Regions from separate parts of the Dromaius novaehollandiae genome. Here region 2 is linked to region 1. The links are chromatin contacts, called in public Hi-C maps. All regions are on one chromosome and are shown on one strand. Each heading gives the region's core, a stretch centred on a gene start, on an enhancer-like site or on the middle of the called end of the contact. The rest is flanking DNA. Distances are from core to core; before and after follow the strand shown. Region 1 overlaps CHD2 (chromodomain helicase DNA binding protein 2). Region 2 has its middle 28 kb from the start of CHD2.

Region 1 (2,664 bases), core at 74-2,573:
TCTCTAAAGCATCCTTGAGTTGACACCAAAAGAGACTAGATGAAAAACTCATGTCTTTAGTGACTTGTGGTGAAGCTTTTGTAGATGTCATGCTGTTAAAGTCTCCTTTTCTTGGAGCAGGGAGTGTCTTTAGGATCTATAAGCAGCAAAATATGGCTGAGTCTTTCCAAATGTGCAGTAGCTTTTATTACATCACTGCTTGTGCAGCACTGCTGCTAAATTATAATTTTCAGTATATGAGTTGCTTTAGTACTTACCTGTGGTTGAGATCATCCACATTATAGCATGTGTGTTCTTCTGGTCTTGGCCTGTAAGGTTTAAAAAAAAAACAAAAAAACTTGGATTCCCTTCTGGTGTTGTGCTGGTAACTTCTCACATGGGATTTCATCTTGGCAGGGCTTCTGTGAAGTATATTTGCCAAGTGCTGAATACTTCACAGCAGCGATACTGAATGCTTTATTGCTCATGAACCTTTACCCCAGCCATAAACAGGTCTGTTGCAACGTGAAGAATATGCTCATTCCAGCTCACCTAGTTCCTTAAAGATGTAATTAATTAGGTTTCTCACAGGTTTTATTGCTAGGTATGGATGGCTTAATATAATTGCTAATATATTAATTACAGAAACCATTTAGACTCTTTCCTGGTGAGGAACTACAGAGCTGATGCCAGTTGCAGGGCTTTGAATGCAATGTGATGTCTATAGAATGAAGGCTTAATGATCAATCTTAGATCTGTTGTTTAAAAACAGGTTTTAACAGTCACTTGGCATAAAATCCTCTGGCCAGGTCAAGTTCCCTTCTTCTGAATTTCAGGTAATTTGGAAGCAGGAAGGAATTTGTCTATCTTTGTGTTTTGTTAATGATTGTAGGTCCCAAATTTCCATGTTACTGTGTTTCTTTAATTTAACTGTTAAATCTCAGAAGAAATTTGCAAATGTTAAAAGAGAGGGAAAAACTCTTTCTGTGCTAAGTTAAACCTAGCTCATGAGTGCAGTCCAGTCTCTCCCTGAAGCATCTACTTGTTCTTTACAAGAAATCTGGTGCTGACTGTGTACAGAGTTCCCTTTGTGCTGGCCGTGGAGCTGTAGCCTGGCTGTGCTCCCATGTGACAAAGCAGAGGCTGTAGTTGGAATGGATGAGGGGCATGGTGAATTAATCCCTGCCCCGTTATCTCAGCCTTACGGAAATGTGTGTGCTATTCTCCTCCAAAGTGTGGACATGCTCCTTTCTTTATGCGGTTATTAGGATGTTCTCAGCAGTGGGTGCTGCCTGAGTGGGAACAGCAGCAGGAGCAAGCCTGAGTCGTCCTGCAGCGGTTTGTGAATGTAAAGCGTTGTAACACATGGCCACATTCCTGGGGAGAGAGAGATCTGCTCTTTTCAAAGTCCTGAGAACTGCAATTGTACTTTCCTTTCACTGGGAGGGAAGGGAAAGGGTGCTGCCTTTGGAGCTTCTCAATGGCACTCCTTAATCAAGCAGACAGGTTTTGACTCCTTTTGTCACTGTGCTGGATTTCTTTTATTTCTTTTTTCCTTCTCCTGCTAAACATCCCAGGCATTTTCAGCCTCTGGCTCAAAGATCAGAGAGTGAGAGAGCCCGCTCTCCCAATCTTGAATGAACTGCTAGTTTTGCTTTATTATGCAAGCATAGTGTGGTGTCTTTGTAGTGGAAAAAAAACTTGGAAAATGCTTGTCATTCAAGATAGGCCAGTGTGCTTTACAGGGAGCTGCAGCAGAGCAGTGAAGGATATATTTAGCTCACTCTATGCTCAGGATTTACTCTGCTTTTGGAATTTAGGAATTCTACGCTGGGGACAGCAGTGATGTTGGCCAGAATATCTGTGCAAATTTCCCTCCACCTCCTCCCCTTCCAGTCCTTTGAGTTTGACTTGAAACTGGCACAAACCAATTCAGATGGTTATTTAGATAGGATACCTGCTGAGTGCCTAATCCCTTGTTTGTTACAGTAGCACCGTGGCTCTACTGTTTCTGTTGCTGTATAAATGTAATTAACACACACAATTTGCAAGCAGAGTTTGTAATCTTGGGTGGAAAACGTGTATGTTCTCCATGGTAACTCTCTCTTCATTTGCCAATTTCAGAGAAAAAAAAAGTTACCTATCACAGAAAACGAGGTTGGGGAAATATTTTGCTGTCTCTGCCTGCCCCTTTTAATCTCTGTCCTTTGAAGGGCATGTTGGATATCTGGCAGGAGCAACCTTATAATCCTGGGGACCATTTCTGCCCCCTGTCAGCCAGCCCACATTTGGCCAAATACACGTTCAGAGTTTGAGGCTTGCTTCTAAACTGCATGAAGAGTCTGTCTGTGTCTAGCGTGTTCTAGTTTCTTAAATTCCTATTTTGAGCCAGCTCATTAATGCAAAGCTAGAAATGCATAGGGTGTAAGGGTACTGCTAGGTAGAAGAGCAAGATTTTTTTTTTTCTCCCCTCCCTTCCTCCATTTCCATTTTGCCTACAGGAAATAAGCTAGGGAAAGCTCTTTCATTAACTTAGCCTTCTCAACTATTACCACCAAGAAAATATTTGCCTTAGGAGACTGGCAAGCACCAGTTACTCTTTTTAATGGACTTTCGGGATAAAGTAGAAAGCTCAGAAAACTGGGAATGAAATTGTCTTCTGTATCACAGTTTGTACCATTCACT
Region 2 (2,664 bases), core at 70-2,569, 36 kb before region 1:
AAGGAGGGAGATTTGATCTCATTTTCATCCTTGAGAGAAGCTAGTGTTGTAGGAATATGTCCTTCCTGTGCATTCCAGTGCTTGATCAGGGCTGGAAGTAGTCCTGCAGCACTAGTATGGTCTTTTCCCCAAGCTAATAAACTCTGCTTCTTGCTAGGGCTGATGAGCCCGGGTGGAGAGCCTGCTTTGGGTATGTTAGAGCACTTCATCGTTCCATATAAACACTCTGCTGATCTTGCTGGCTTCCATGAAAGTGTGATTCAACATCCTCTTGTACATCATGGAATACAAAAATGGGCTTACCAGCCTGCCGTGTTGAGTGGGAGCCTGCTTCTGTTGCTCTGCTTTAGGACCCCATTTGTCTGTACTCCCTGACCATATCAAGACTGGTCCCTGTAAAAAAGGGACCAAAGAAGGGGAATTCCCAATGCATCGTCTTGTTCAGCAGTGCACAAGCCATGATCTGGCCTGCCTCAGGCCTTAAACATTTAGGATGAATTAAACTGTGGAATATAGAAAAGAACTATTTTTTTCCCCTTACTCTAATGCAGTTAAGAGGTCAGAACATCAAAACTGGTGCAGGAAGGTCTGAAGTACACCTTTGTGCCTGGGTGCAGTCCAAGGATTATGAAGATGTACATGTTTGGAGGGAGATGGACCATGCCATCACTTTCTTAGGGTTTACCACATGTGCATTTTAACCTGGTAACGGAGATGCTGTAGCAGCCCTGCCAGGAGAGGCTGCAGGCAGGACATAGTGGAGCAGTCCAGAGCCCAGTTCCCGGTTCCCTCTGCCATGGCAGCACCCTGCCTGTTCCCACCCTTGTGGTGGTCTGCACCAGCTTCTCATTCCCAGGAAAAGGGAGCGTGGTATTGACTTGTACCCACCCAAACTTCTTACTGAAAATATTTCTCCCGAAGGTGGCTTTCACAGGTTCCACCACAAGCTGGGATAGATCCTAAAACACATGCAGCCTTTGTTGGAAGTGTGCATTCCTTCTGGAGCTAGCTGTCCTGCCTTTGCACACTGACCCAAGTTAATTTATCAAAAGAGTTCCAGTGGTCAGTTTTAATATTGAATAATAAAAATACTTTAAACAAAAGTGTGGAAAAACATCAGTGAACAAATCTGCAGTGAGAGCAAGAGGCACTAGATAGCCAGTCTTTTCTGTCCCTATTCTTACCGAGTCTGTGCTTGTGACTCGAGTTTTCCAGCAATTAAATGGTTAACTTCAGGACTAATTGGCTCTGAGAGCTCCAGTCCTTTGCAACAGATTATTGGCATGCTGTTTAAGAGCAGCTTCCCTTCCCCCATCATTATAAAAACATGTACTGTAGCGAGAAACCGAATACCACATGGTGCGCTATACCGATCCCGTCAGTACTGCAGCTCAGGGTTTAGCACAAAAGTCCCTTTATATTTGGGAACTAGAGGGAGAAAATTCTAGAACGCAAGATCGCAGCGATACCCACTGAATCAGCAGATATATTTTCCGAGCGATCCCTGTACATGGCGTCGTAGCACGAGCCCTGCTGCCGCTGTGTGCTAGCGCTGCGCTGCCCACACCGAGTCACCACGCTCCGCAGGACTTCAAAATCACCGGGTGTGGAAGAATTTGGGTGTTTCCCAAAAGCTGCAGCCTCTGAGGCAGATGTGAAAGGCTGGACAGCATGCGAGGAGGAGAGCCCTGCATGCCCCTTGTTGTTGCTGGCTTTGTCAGGTTATGGCTTGGAGAGGGCTCTCTGTCGAGCTTCCCTGAGGCTGAATGCAAGGAGAGGAAAAATGAAGGCAAAGGGAAACGAAAAAAAATCAAGTTGCGTTTCTGCTTTCCCTGGGGTGCGAGCGTTTTTAGGCAGCTGTCTGTAGAGGCAGTCGCCATTTTGTGAAACAGAACTAACGCAGCAGAGAGACATGTTGCAGTCACGGAAGTTTCTATTTTAAGTGTTCCCTCTTAGTTTTAATCGAGAGGTTGCTCCTCCTTCACCCTCTTTCAGTCCAAAGGCTTTTATTTTAATCCTAAGGTAAAACAGCAACAAGGACAAGAAAGAAAATGAGGAAAAGGGGCTAAGTTCTCCCAGGGAGGTTGAAATCAAGTCTGTCTCCAGGAGACTTGGAAAATGTTTAAGGTGTTACTTGACTCCAGAAATATCACTAAGTCCATGGTTAAGATAAACAGCGTTTTAACGTGGCTGCGCACCCAGTTTAACATAGATAAAACCATAGCCGAGATGTTCAGAGAAAATGTAGTTTTTCAGTTGAGGATTAGGTATGTTTTTAAGCAGAGTATTTGGTTCTAGTAGAAGAAAGTGGCTGACTGATCCAGGCACGCAAAATACCAATGTTTTTTAGCTTGCGGTGGCTGCCTTGACTTCCAGGTGGAATTCAAGGTATTAGTTTTGATCTAAGATCTCGGATCGCTTTCTCTCTAGTACCACAGAACCGTTCATTTGATCAAGTGAGAACATACAGATTGCTAGGAGCAGGAGTCAGACTGAATCCCCTTCAGTATCAAATTCCCAGCAAGTGTTACTGGGCATTTTTGTTAAGGGTCTTCAGTGCTGGAATTTACTTTCTCCGCTCTTTTGGCTCTTTTGCTTTCAAAGTACATTATAAGGCTCATTTATTTAACAAGTCTCTGAGAGGTGGGAGAGGGAACATTAATG

The links. A called contact is a pair of places that touch in the nucleus more often than the background predicts.
Region 2: a contact with region 1 is called in a Hi-C map of brain, with 2.8 times the contacts expected there. The contact joins two enhancer-like sites. A contact is called at or near these places in 3 of 4 Hi-C or Micro-C datasets (brain, liver and ovary).

Annotation. Positions count from the first base shown.
Region 1 is chr10:7,334,395-7,337,058 of bDroNov1.hap1, reverse strand. All of the region lies in intron 2 of CHD2 (chromodomain helicase DNA binding protein 2), which reads left to right. Among named protein-coding and RNA genes, the nearest start is that of CHD2, 8.5 kb to the left of the region's middle. Within about 2 kb of position 1,323, at least 2 of the 2 cell types and tissues checked have open chromatin away from gene starts, as enhancers often do.
Region 2 is chr10:7,370,741-7,373,404 of bDroNov1.hap1, reverse strand. No RefSeq gene overlaps it. Among named protein-coding and RNA genes, the nearest start is that of CHD2, 28 kb to the right of the region's middle. Within about 2 kb of position 1,319, at least 2 of the 2 cell types and tissues checked have open chromatin away from gene starts, as enhancers often do.